Linked DNA regions of Salmo salar: region 2 is linked to region 1. A link is a contact called in public Hi-C data. All regions are on one chromosome and are shown on one strand. The core of a region is the stretch at or near the end of the contact, and the rest is flanking DNA. Distances in the headings are between cores, read along the strand shown.

Region 1 (6,702 bases), core at 3,714-6,213:
TCAGAGGTGTCTGTGGCCAGCCTGGCCATATCTACACGGTGACAGGCCTCAATCAGACCCTTCTTCTTATAGCCGTCACCCACTGCAGAGATGATGCCCCTCACAACTATGTACTGTCCTGAGACAAAGAAAGAGGAGTTGGGCCAGCTAATTTTGTGGAGCACACAATGACAATACAAATTCAGTTAAATACAAAATACTACCACTTTTATTTGACTAGGTCTAGGCCTACTTCTCATAATTTGGAAGCAATGCAAATGTCTGAGGAAGTAGGTCCTAAACTCACAAAACAAAGTTATGATTTACAAATGTATAATCTAAAGAGATATCTACTGCAGCCCTCATCATCCACATAAAACATCCGTTCTGCCAGTCAGTCTGTTAAAGGTCCCAAAAAGCACACACATCACTGGGTCGCGTGTCTTTTCAGTTCGCTGCAGCTAGCGACTGACAAGCTGCAACTAGCGACTGACAAGCTGCAACAAACACTCAAACTGGACAGTTCTCTCTCAATCTCTTCATTCAAAGACTGAATCATGGACACTACTACTGACAGTTGTAGCTGCTTTGCGTGATGTATTGTTGTCTCTACCTTCTTGCCCAATAACGTTTGTACCATGTTCTGTGCTGCTACCATGTTGTTGTCATGTTGTGTTGTCATGTGTTGCTTCTTTGCCATGTAGTTGTCTTAGGTCTCTCTTTATGTAGTGTTCTGTTGTCTCTCGTCGTGGTGTGTGTTTTGTCCTATATTTTTATTTAATTATTTTTAATCCCAGCCCACATCCCCGCAGGAGGGTTTTTGCATTTTGGTAGGCCGTCATTGTAAATAAGAATGTGTTCTTAACTGACTTGCCTAGTTAAATAAAGGTTAAATAAAAAATACATTTAAAAAATCTGTTGACAGACAACAAATGAATCAGACATACCTGTATCTTCCAGGTAATCCCGTGCCAATTCAAACATACGCAGGTGCATATTGGTTATGGGGTTGAAAGACCCACAAGCCAGCAGAACCACTTTGGTAAGATCTTGAGGCTCCATTGATTACAGTACATAGGAGCTATAAGGACAGTCTAGGCTGAAAGAGAGAAACATACAAAGATATATGTTGACAAAGCTGTGTGACAGGGAGGGTTTAGATTTCAAAACTCTTTACTGAATGTGTATATGTTGTGTGGATGTGTCTTGCTCATTGCACAGTTCACTTTTTGATGCCTTTGACACATTTAATTTCTTTCTTATATTTTATAGTATTTCAGACAAGATAATAAAAAATGTAAAACTGTAAAGGGGTGAATACTTTTTCAAGGCTCTTTGTACAGCTGTTTGAACAATTCTGTGACTAATCCATTTTGCATTACTTTAAATGTGATAGGCTAAACATGACATATGAATAGAATCTAAGCACAACTGTCCCAGCATCGTCTGAGTTTGGCCAGGGTAGGCCATCATTGTAAATGAGAATTTGTTCTTAACCGACTTGCCTAGTTAAATAAAGGTTAAATAAATAAAATACAAATAAATGAATGAAGCCCATAGATGGAATGTTAGTGGCATAGGTCTATGTATGCCTTACTGTGTAAGCCTACTAAATAATGATATTAATCTTACGGGCTTTTGACTTGCAAAAGTGTGCAACTCAAAGAGCTTTAAGAAATGCACCATCTAACGTTAACCTTGGAATGCCCCAGTGTTGGCAAATTAGCTCAGATTGTCCGTATTGAGGTTCAAACTCATTCGCTATATTACCCTCATCCAGCCACCACGACAAACCACCCTACTTTCGTTGATGCCTTAACATACTAAATGGAGTTTCTCGAAATGACATGCAGAATAATAAGAAATGCTCCAAGAACAGATTGCAACAATAACTTTTTAACTACTTTACAACTATTTAGCATGTTAGCTAACCCTTTACACACAACTCATAAACTTAACCCCTAGCCTAGCTAACGTTAGACATCTAGCTAGAATTCGTAACATACATTTTGCAATTCGCAACATATTGTACGTTTTGCAAATTCATAACACATTGTACGTTTTTGCAAATGTTGTTAAATATAATACGAATTGTAATTGGGTGATGGACATCCACAAACGAATACATACCAAACGAAACGTAATGTGTCATACTAAATGGAGTGTCTCGAAATGCTCTGAGACCAGGTTGCAACGACGGGTCTCAAAGCTTCCGCATAACAGGTTCGGTTTGCTCCGAGCCAGAAGTAAACGTCTGTGCCATTTACTCCCTTAAAAAGACACTAGCTTGAAAAACAAGGGGATTTTTTTTTAATTTGTCCCTCTAGAGACACTGTACGCAACAACATACAGTAACACTTCTTCAAAATGTGTCAGACTCAATCTAAGATAAAACAAGAAATATGTCATTTATTTTTACTTAGAGGTCTTAGTCGCGCAATTTTACAGTTAACTAAGACTTTTAGTGCAGTATTCCTCAAGTGACAAAATGTGCACAAAAACTAGTCTTGTCGTTGAACGACAACAAACACTTAATTGAAGAATGACTACTGCTGACCAATCACCGAAGAAGGGGCTTAGACTTCGACTTATTTTTTATTTATTTCACCTTTAGAACAAATTCTTATTTACAATGACGGCCTACCCCTGCCAAACCCTAACGATGCTGGGCCAATTGTGCGCCGCCCTATGCGACTCCCAATCACAGCCGGTTGTGATACAGCCTGGAATTGAACCAGGGTAGGTAGTGACGCCTCTAGCACTGCTGCACCACTCTGGAGCTTGACTCAAAAAAAAGTGGTAAGTGCTATCCAGTATCCTTTGGACGTCCATACCTTAGACCTAAACCTAACCTCAGCCCCTTCCTTCTTCTTCGGTGGGGTTTAACGGGAAGTCTTCAATACTCCATGGAAATTTAAGGCTATTTTGATCATCTAGCTAAAATAGCCTATTTTGACTAACAAGCCATGGCAATAGACAATAAAACAACCCTGAAAACATTTTTCTTCTATATCATGGTGGTCCGCAAACAATAGTTTAAGTGCATGCCGCCACCTACTGTGCTGGAATGTACGATCAATCATGATCTGCCCAGTTCTGTACTACCATGAAAATAAATTCTAAACCAAATAAATCCCTAACTTCTACGACAACCTCCCCAAAACCCACTCCCCATTAAACGTTATCTATATCATGCTGAAACACTCCACCCTTAGCATTGTTCAGCATGTCAACAACCATTTCAACAGTAACATCTGTTACCCCCAATATCTATTTTGCCATCTCCACAATAACCTTCAACCTGTCATTTCTGCTTTCCACAACCCAAGTTGTACTGATAATCTTATCAATATAATTCATTATCAAAGTGTCCTTTGACACTGCACATTCATGAGCACAAGATTTCTGAACAGGCCTCGAAATCATGCCAGGACCATCAGAAGCACCAGCCCCGACAGTAGACCCACTACAGGTCCACCCATGTATGCTCCATCAGTCCGCACTGTAGTTCTACCAATCTGTTTTATGGTCTCTGCATACGATACATCATGACTGATCCTGTATCTCTGAGCCACTCTCTGTACCTTGCATCCACCAAATGCTGCACTGTGTTCTCCCCCACAATTACAGCACTTATCCTTCACACTGCTTCCACATTCACCGTAATCATGTGCGCCTTCACACATCTTTTCTTTCCTTTACACTGAGCAGCTACGTCCCATTCTTTGGCATTTAAAACACCGCACTGCATGGGACAAATGATCTAACATTGAAACTAAGGAATCCGATCTGTACTTTTCACGACAAGACTTTCTCAAACCTCAGTATCACTGAACCTTTCACTTCTTTGATCCTCTTTCCTACTGATCAAACTTTTGGCCTCATCCCTTTGCCTCCCTTCACATTTCCTTGAATATCATCAAATCAAATCAACATTTGACTTTAATATCATCTGTGAACATAGATATATTGAGACCCCAGTGAGGACTACCCTTAAACTAGCATAAGCACCAGGTACATGGCTTTTAATCTTCATCCCATTCAATGTTTCTATTTTCAATATCTTCCCTTTGTTCCCACACAATATTAACAATCTACCATTTCCAATGAAGCGAGCTAATTTCACTTCGCTTACCTCTTTCTCTCCGGCATTAGTTAGTTAGATAGGGTGTAAGTGAGACCATGTGGTCTCATCAAACACAATCACCACTTTCCACTCCAACACATCACTACTCTTGCATCCTACACCTTGGCCCTCTTTATGCTTTCTTTACAAGACGATCCACTACTTTCTGTATCATGATCTCCCTTCTTCCTATGTCTTTTCACTACCGACCATTCCGGCCATTGACCCTCATCCTCCTACTCCATACCATCAGAACTGACACCCATATTGTTCGCATTCCAACACAGCTGCTGCTTCACCAACTTTCCCTCAATCTCCTCCATTTCATCTGCACTACTCGCCGCCATTTCCTATGAACATTTCTGCAATAACGAAACAAGACTCAACGATATCAAACAACTCTCACTTGTGATCAAACAATCGGTCTCATTCGTTTCTAGTCGCCTCCTTACACAGCAAACGTGTCAATCCCTCAATCTTCCCAGATCCCTGAAAACATTCGCTTGAATTTCCCAAGATACAAGGAACCTAACACTAAAATGACTCTTTAAAATGTAATGTACTTCCTGTATTACAATTCGGTCATTGATTGGAGAGGATTAAAATAGAGACATATGATTGGACAAAAAACAACCGGAAAGGAAAAGGCCGCACCCACGGAATAAGAGTCAAGTCTAGATGGGATTCAGCTTTTGTCAAATGTACGTAAAACATTTTTTGTTGTTGTTGCATTTTAGCTAATCCTAACCATTTTCTAACTTTAACCAACCTTAGACATTTAACCGGCTACGTAATTTCTCTTAAACCGGCTACGAAAAGTAAATTCGGACAAACGCTGGATCCCTTCTATCCATGACCACGAACAAGAGCTACGTTCACAACTCCCACACTCCCAAATGTTTTTTGACAGTATTTTGTAACACATTTCATGGAGAAGTATTCAAATATATGTTTACCTCTTCCCTAAGTTGATTGTGTTGAGACGAGTTATATTGTTGTAACGATCAGGTGAGGATTACTTATTTAATTTTTTCAAGCCAGCAGCTAGACAACTATAGCCACAGGCTACACTACTACACACAAAAAAACTGTCCCAGTCAGATGAATCTGGCGGCCAGTGGGAACAAGGTAGCTAACTACAGTAGCTAGCTAATAGCGAATGTTATTGTTCTTGTCAAAGGATAGACCGCTCCATTGTGTTTGTAACTAGGTACATAATCCACAAGTGATACATGAAAGTGAACTATTTTCTCACTAAATATGATATTTGCAGGGTGGAAGCATGGCTTCTCGTGGCAAATCAGAAACTGGGAAACTAAAACAAAACATGGAGGAGCAACTGGACAGATTGATGCAACAGCTCCAAGATTTGGAAGAGTGCAGGTACTCTCATCATCAGTCACTCCTAACTGTGAACATAATGTGGGTTGTCAGGATGTTCCACACACAGAACTAGAATAATTAATTCAGTGTATTATATTTATAAGATTCCACTGAGGAATGTAGCATGGAACTTAGACCACATCTCTCTAGAGTGGATGTTCCACTCACAGAACTAGAATGAGTCATTATATTCATTTTATTTCTAGGATTCCACAAAGTGATACATGTAGTATTAATGCAATTTAGAGCACATCTCTGTACAGCCATAGATATTGTTCCTCCATTACCGGGGCTCTCTGTTTATTCTAGAGACGACCTAGAAGAGGAGGAGTACGAGGAGACCAAGAAGGAAACCCTGGAGCAGTTGAATGAGTTCAATGAGTCTCTGAAGAAGATGGTGACAGGCAACATGACACTGGTGGATGAGCTTGGAGGAATGCAACTGGTAGGGACTTTGGATGACCAGGTCTTAGAATTAAATAGAATACTATGAATAGAAATAATATACTTCAAGGGTATCAAACTCATTCCATTGGAGGTTTGAGTGTCAGCTGTTTTTTGTTAATTCCTTTAATAGTTTGTCCAATTAAGACCTAGACAACTAGGTGATGGCAGTTCCTAAATAATCAATTATCAATCAAGTACAAGGAAGGAGCGAAAACCCGCAGACACTGCCCTACAGGGAATGAGTTTGACAACCCTGATCTAATGTATCTCTATGGGCCATACACTGTCATATCATAAGAGTGACATAATATTATAACGGGTAATGACAAACCATAATGTTGTCATGATGCATGACATGGGAGAACTGTCTTTTTCTTCATTAGGCAATCCAGGCTGCCATCAGCCAAGCTTTCAAGACCCCCGAGGTGATCCGAATGTTTGCCAAGAAGCAGCCAGGGCAGTTGAGAACCAGATTAGCAGAGGTTGGTCTGAAGCACTGTTCATCCATGTATTTTATGTAAATTATTGTTTGTACATTATTTGATACATTTAATATCAAAAGTAAGCTTTACATTCTAAAACCTATTCAGTTCATGGAATGCTTTGAGGGCTGGATTTCCTGACACATATTAAGCCTAGTCGTGGACTCAAAAGCATGGTCAATGGAAAATCTCTATTGAAATAGCTTTTTAATCCAGGACTAAAATGAATCTGTGACTGGGAAACCGCCCCTGAAAGTTTAGCCTAATGGCGTGAAATTCTCTGTA
Region 2 (6,977 bases), core at 1,506-4,005, 250 kb after region 1:
GCCGTGGTATATTGGCCATTTACCACACCCCCTCGGGCCTTATTACTTAAATATCCATGACGAGTCCTATATCTCTATGACAACAGGAACAACTCCAATGTTAACGTTTTTTTCAAAGTTGCCGAAATGTCATGTGCGTCCACCTATATCAGTGCATTTGTAACAACCTAACCATTATGAATCTTCTATTCGATCAAATGAGCCCCATGTAGCAAATTATCAATTACAAAAATGTCTCACTGTGTTTATTTTTGTGAACAGATTTTGGGCAGAGTAAAACATTTCGCGTCGCCTTGTCCTCTCTGGCATAAGCAAGCAATAACGTTTATATTACAATCCCTCAATGTAACAAGGCTAATTATTGATTTACAGCTGTATACAATCTTGGGTTTGACCCACCAAAAATACTTGACTTAGTATTGCAGAAACTGTTTATCCAATAGAAATCCCTGATCACACTTGCAGGCCATGTCATGGCAACGTTGGCTAGATAAGGTCATGCAGAGAAACACATCATCGGGTCTAATGGACGTCTCGATTTTTCACTTCTCTCAATGACCATGTTTACATACGCACAGTATTCCGGATAGTAGGTCATATCCCGCTTAAGGTCTTATGGTTCCCCAACCGGTGGCCCGCGATTTGACCCCCCAAGTTTTCTGACAAATATTTGACCATGTTTTTATTTTATTGTTGGACATAAGACTGTAAACACCAGCAAATCATCTCCAAGTAATTTTAATATTGTTAACCTGCTCCAAAGTATTCCAACGCATAATACAGTATGTGATCGTATACAAATGTGATCGTATACAAATGTATCTGTTTCGGGTACTTGCGGTCAATTTGCAGTCGACAAATTATTTTTAAATTACATTACGGGCCCCCTGACAATACACTGAAGAAAAGAAATTGGCCCGCGGCAGAATCTAGTTGATCTCAAGCCTATAACCTCTCACATATAGTGTGTTATAATATTAACTTCTGCAGAATTCATTTCTTGCAGTAAAATGATACAACAAATGTTAATTTGTCTCTGGAAAAGGAGTGGAGAAATGATTTATTTCTTGAAGACGCGTGTAATGTGTTATATTTGACACTTATGCAAGCAGACAGTATTTCAACCACATAAAATATGCGCCCAAGATTAACTAAAGTCTTATCAGAAAAATGTTGTCGTTTTCTCAGCTTTTCTTTTCCCTAATTAAACTGACATTGGACATTTTGCACAGGACCAATCTTTCCACTGTTTGAGTTATTGCATTTTTTCCCCAGCCCCTAAACGAAAGACAATTTTACGATCTTAACTACATTAATGAATGAATTCTATCGACATAAGACATTCTGGTGAGCACTACTTTAGTCTTCGAGGGCAACAAGTTATGACAGAAGAGAAGCTATATATAACTATAGTTGACAAACAAATTACCTACAAAATGTCCGAAATTATAAGCAGAAACTTGGCTAGATTAGGGGTTAAAGGTACGGAGTATCAGCAAAATAAATTATGCAATTATTATGGTGGATCAAAGTGATTTGTTTGACAATCAGGATGAAAACGTTATCACACAACACCATAGGCTGCACAACACCCATGATATGCGCAACTGAGCCTGTGCAGACTGCGAAAAACAACAGTAAACAGTATGTTTTTATGTCAATGTACAATATGATTTATTTGCAAAACATATATGTTACAGACTCTATCTAGGTGGCTAACGTTAGCTAGCTTGCTAACGTTAGCTGGGTTAAGGTTATGTTTACGAGTTAGGTTGAAGGGTTAGCTAAATTGCATGGTTTGCTCTATAACCTGTTAGTTCATATGCCTTGCGACCGTGATGCCTAAAGCCGAGACAATAAGACAGTGGTGAAATAAATTAAACCAAACCTTTTTGTTTCATCACAAAACCGGAAAGTAACCTCTGTCCGGTGAAGTGAACAAAGCATATTGCATGTAACAAACAGTTACATGACTTACAGCATGTTCAAGCAAGTTAATGTTTCCAACATTTTCAGGCTAATAAACAACTATTGATTTAGAACCATGGAGAGCAAGCACAAGTCGCAAAGAAAACAGGAGCTGCCTCCACTATTACAGCACCAGTTCAACACCTATGCTTAGTCTAATACAGTGACAACTGACAGATACCAAAAACAATTCAGTCCAATCAAAGTAAGCCTCAATATGATGTGGCTGTCTATGGTTCTGATTTCTCTCTCTCTCTCTGTGTACGTTCGTGCAAGTAAAGAACATGTTGACTCACCCTACTTGTACCCTAAACCCTGCCCTTAACATTTTACACAAAAAAATAGAACAATGAGCCAGATATTTCCCCGGATCTATAAATGAGAAGCTTCCGTTTGGCGTTTCCACTTACTACCAAATATGGTGTTGAGAGGCAGCCCAATGGCCGACATTCTGCTAATTTTCTCATCTATTAAACATTTGATCTCCACACAGTTTTGTGTTTCCAAAACTAGAATTTGTAACTGAGTGGACTGCGTTTTGTAGACCTAACCCTTTGCCAAAGTTTCACAAAAGTGTGTTTTGAAGGAGTGCAAGGGCAACTTGAGTTAGGGAACGCCTACTCTGTGCTAACGCTAACGGAAATATGCAAATAAATGGTAGAATGCCCCAATAGGATCTCACTAGCTTGTGCTTGGCTCTGCCCACCTTGCTTGTTCTTTTCACTATGATTAATTTTCTCCCATTGGAACGACAGGTTCTGGTCTATATTGGGTTATGGACGTCCCAAGGACCCCGAATAGCATGGACCGAACAATATCCACTCTTGACTTCCGTATTTTCCCTGAAGAGGTATACATGTATCTATTTGTATCTATTTGTTGACTTAAAAATCTGTCACTCATTAATTTGAGGCGTCCTATTGGTGCGAGATCATGGGCATAGGCGGATGTTATCGGCGTGGCACACTGTCGGGGGCGGGGTTGAAGGGTCGGACAGGAAAAGAAAAAGGCGAGGACATCTGTAACGAAAACGGTAATAAAACTAGTAGCTAAATGTAACCTATTTTAACATCTTTGTTATTGATCACCATGCAAAGGGACCATTTATAAACTAAATGTTTGGATGAGGCTTTAAAACGTGTTTTCTGTAGCCAAGGTAACATTAGGCCAGAGTGACAAATTAGCTAGCGGCGTTGATGCCGGAAACGAACGAACAATTGAAGTGAAAAGACTCCTCGTTTCAGCTCCACCAGTCAGAGCTAGACAGGCCAATGCTAGATAGCAGGTCACCAGAATCAGGTTTCGAGTGCCATCATCACCATTAGGAAGTTAGTAACACATCCCTGGTCTGAGAACTAGCTACTCTTCGCCCTGTATAGTCGACAAGATCTCTAGCTAACTAACTTGGTTAACAAGCTATCCTAGCTAACTCGCTAGATACCACTGACATGACAAGTGACAATGTAAATAACCGCCGTCCACCGACCCGCACTTGCAATACTGGGCGTTTTTAAATGAGACAATCATTGTAGCTAAGTATTTGTTTGTCCAACTAGCTACAGTAGTTATCTAGCACTGAGTTTACGTGAAGAGGGGGAAATTAGCTAGCTAGCTAATATAACTTGGGTGCGGCTAATCCACTCATAGACGAACTACCTTTAGCACCTATTGACGATAGTATCTTCTGCCAGGCCTGTGGGGAATTTTAAGATCCCAACGCTCATCGTTAAGGCATCGCTTGCGGTACAGATTTTGGAAGCTATACCTGTGCTATCTAGCTTACTCTGAACACCTGTAAGTGTAACTGGATAGGAAGTGTAGTTCGTCAACTGGAGGCACACACCGCATATAGGTTTGTGTAAAACTGCTTTGTATTTTTTATTTGAAAGATTTTTTTCCCCAGATATGAAAGAGGGGCATATCAGCATGTTTCAAAAACCGTTAATACACAGCGTGTGCGAAGCTAACCCCTGAAAACCCTACTGAGAAGGGTGTTTGTGAGAGCTCGGGTGCAGGTGTTGAGGACATGCGTCCATGTGGTGGCTAGCTGGATGGCAATCAAAGGGTCTTCTACAGGTATCTGCCCTTAGTGATGATAGTGACTTTCTTGGTATGAGGGATCATTCCATGTGAATGTATTAAACACTTCCATGTATGTATTTTCCTGAAATGCAGTAGGCTTAGAGAAATAAAGCTTGGTTACTATAAATCAATGGGGTTACAGGCCTTGAGCACTATGGACTGTTTTCCTGGACTCAGATTAACCCTAGTCCTGGACTGAAAAGCACTGTGCAATGGCGAATCTGTGTGTGGGAAACTGGTTCAATGGTAATGTTTCAGATTCTGTTGTCACTGGAGCTGAAGTTGGTGGCTGGCTTTCATAGGTCCTTTGATACATTTAGGAGGCTTAGCCCCAAATTCAGTTGTTTAACAGGTGGGAACCAGGGTTTCAATTAGAAGGTAATATCAAGCCGATAAATAAAATTGGCACCGGTAAATTGCCCGGGGAAAAAATCCCATTGCGAAATAGACTTTTAGCCTATTCGTTGATGTAAATACATTTGACCGGTCATGCTTATCTTCTATGGGTAATTTGCATAATTTAGTGGTACTAAATTGGCGCGCGTGTGTATTCGTTTATCTTATTTATCACACGTGCACAACATAGATACAGAGCCTATGAGTGGAAAATCTGTCATACAGCGCTTTTATAACCCCAATATTGCGCAACAATTCTAAACGCAATCGTATATTTCTCAACTGGCAATTGAAGCGCGCTACCCATTCGCCATTCAAAAGCTAGGCAACATGCCAGGCTTCATCACCGCATCACAACACTTTGCCATGAGTATGAGGCAGTATGCATTTTGAAAACATAGCTACTTAATTGTTTGAACCCTGAACGTTTTACTTCATACGAGGCATAGTTCAATACATTCCTTCAAAGTAGCCTAGGCAAAATTCGACCATATCCGTGGAAGATATTATTTAATTGACTTCCATAAGCCATTGAAACAAAGCCTATTTTCTCGTGTTATATATATATTTTTTTTTTCTTCCGGTAACCAAATGCACATTTGCATGTAGCCTATTGCCTTGTGCGCATTCCTGTGCTAATAATGTTAAGAAATAGTTTATCAACACTTTAAGCTAAACTTTCTGATCTGTTGCATCAGATTCATTGCTTTTTAACGTTTATGTTGCCTAGGCCTACTAATTTGTATGAATTTGGGATCTACCGTACCACAACTGTCCCAGAGTCTGTTTGGGCTATTTCTTTCTCAACAAGCTGACCAATATAATAGGTAAACTTTTCTACTATGGGGGGTAGTAGAATGACATGGGCTCACAGGCGGCGCGTCCATAAGGCTAGCAAATTGAATTACATTGCCAAAATGACAGGCTAATTAGCATACTCCTGTCTACACAGAAATAAATAAAACCATTCAAAATAGCCTACTAAAGCATTATTTGGCTACAGTAGATCATTAGCTATCCCTAGCCTTAAAACGTTTTTTTTTTTAAATGGCTTGGCCTACAGTGGGAAGGAAAGGCAGCAAGTACCAGATAGCTGAGTTGTGATTGTCAGTGAAAAGTAGAGGCCCAACCAATCATATTGCAATATTTAAAAATTAAATCACGGGAAAACAAATGGCTATTGCTGTAAAGAGAAGACAATGAAATGACTCCAAACGGTCTATTAGTTATCAACATTCTCAACTTAATTGAGCAAACAGTAGGCCTAGAGCCTATCTTATTGACACCAGCTGAGAGCATCGGCCATATCCCCGGTGAGTGCGCACTGCGTATATTCACTATCATTGTTGGGTCAGTGCCACTTGTTTGTTTTGGACAATCATTTGCTCCAGTTTAGATGGACGTCATTCTATTTGTTTCCCCTTCTCGTAGGCCTATTATATTGACAACGTCATTTTTCTTTGTGTGTCAGTGTTAAGAGTAGGCTACCCTGTAATTTGTCGTATAAAAAACATTTGATAATGTCTCCAGACGTATAGTGTAGTAGAATTGCATGAAATGTGTTTTTCCCTTGTAAAGAAATAAGAAACGTATGAGTCTATAGCCCAGGCCTTCTACGCGCTCATCCATGTATTGAACAGTATTTATTGCAAACAGTGATAGTCAGAATTTAGACAAATTAACTCGATCTAATCTACTCACATTACGAATAGTAGGCTGTTCGTTACTCGTCATGTTGGTTTAGCTAAAATACATGTGGAGTTGTTCTAACGTCTTCAAAGTGCGTGGTAAAGACACGCTCGACTTGCATGTTCTGTTTAAGATTAATTAATTGAAATGTGATTTGTCATTCTGAGCACCATCGGTGGACGCCCTAATCAAGTTACGCATCCAATGCACATGGGTCACGTAAATTTAAAATGCTGCCGGTCAAATGCCCAGCGCCACGTTTTCACAATGGAAACTATGGTAGGAACACTTTCTGCACTTGTTGTGCACTAAACATGCACCGTAGTGATCCCATTGAACCATGGTTTGGGTCACATTCAAAGGCCGCTGGATAAAACGCAGTCCAGTCCGACACATGAAGTGGTTTACACAGTAATATGGATTGTAGACGGAGTGGGCAATTGACAAAATGGCTCAGACGTACTTGGAGACAAAATGAGGGCAGCGTTCCAATTTTCTGCCCTAAGTGTGCACTTATTCAATAGCCTTCGTGGATTTAAAAGGTGGCTTACTACAATCCAATGCTTTTATGTGTTGGGAGGTGTGCAAGAGGCCACACGTAGTTAGAATTGGGATGCAACCAAGGTTAAATGTCTATTGGAAATATGGGCTGATGAAAACGTTAGGCCAACTCAGTCAGTGCCGTAGAGTTCCAGAACACTGACCACATATGCATTGAGTATGCAATGCATTTCCTTCTCCATCCACATTACCTTGTTTGCATCCTCCACATGTGCCGTTTAGCTAGCTCATCATTTACAATGTGGAAAATAAGTTACGTTTCTTCACCGGTCTGTATTTTA

What was found. Hi-C and Micro-C count contacts between places; a contact is called where the count stands out from the background.
Region 2: a contact with region 1 is called in a Hi-C map of gill, with 4 times the contacts expected there. The contact joins the promoter of LOC106572042 here to the promoter of lzic in region 1. A contact is called at or near these places in 2 of 3 Hi-C or Micro-C datasets (gill and muscle).

Annotation. Positions count from the first base shown.
Region 1 is chrssa15:79,576,585-79,583,286 of Ssal_v3.1, forward strand. lzic (leucine zipper and CTNNBIP1 domain containing) reads left to right here and starts at 4,964. Exons shown (of 7, transcript NM_001141558.1): 1 at 4,964-5,113; 2 at 5,379-5,488; 3 at 5,798-5,933; 4 at 6,319-6,417. The coding sequence starts at 5,388. It overlaps nmnat1 (nicotinamide nucleotide adenylyltransferase 1), which reads right to left and starts at 4,629. Exons shown (of 5, transcript NM_001139785.1): 1 at 4,512-4,629; 2 at 927-1,078; 3 at 1-118. The coding sequence starts at 1,041.
Region 2 is chrssa15:79,832,554-79,839,530 of Ssal_v3.1, forward strand. It overlaps LOC106572042 (rho-related GTP-binding protein RhoA-C), which reads left to right and starts at 2,756. Exons shown (of 5, transcript XM_014145763.2): 1 at 2,756-2,818. The coding sequence starts at 2,771.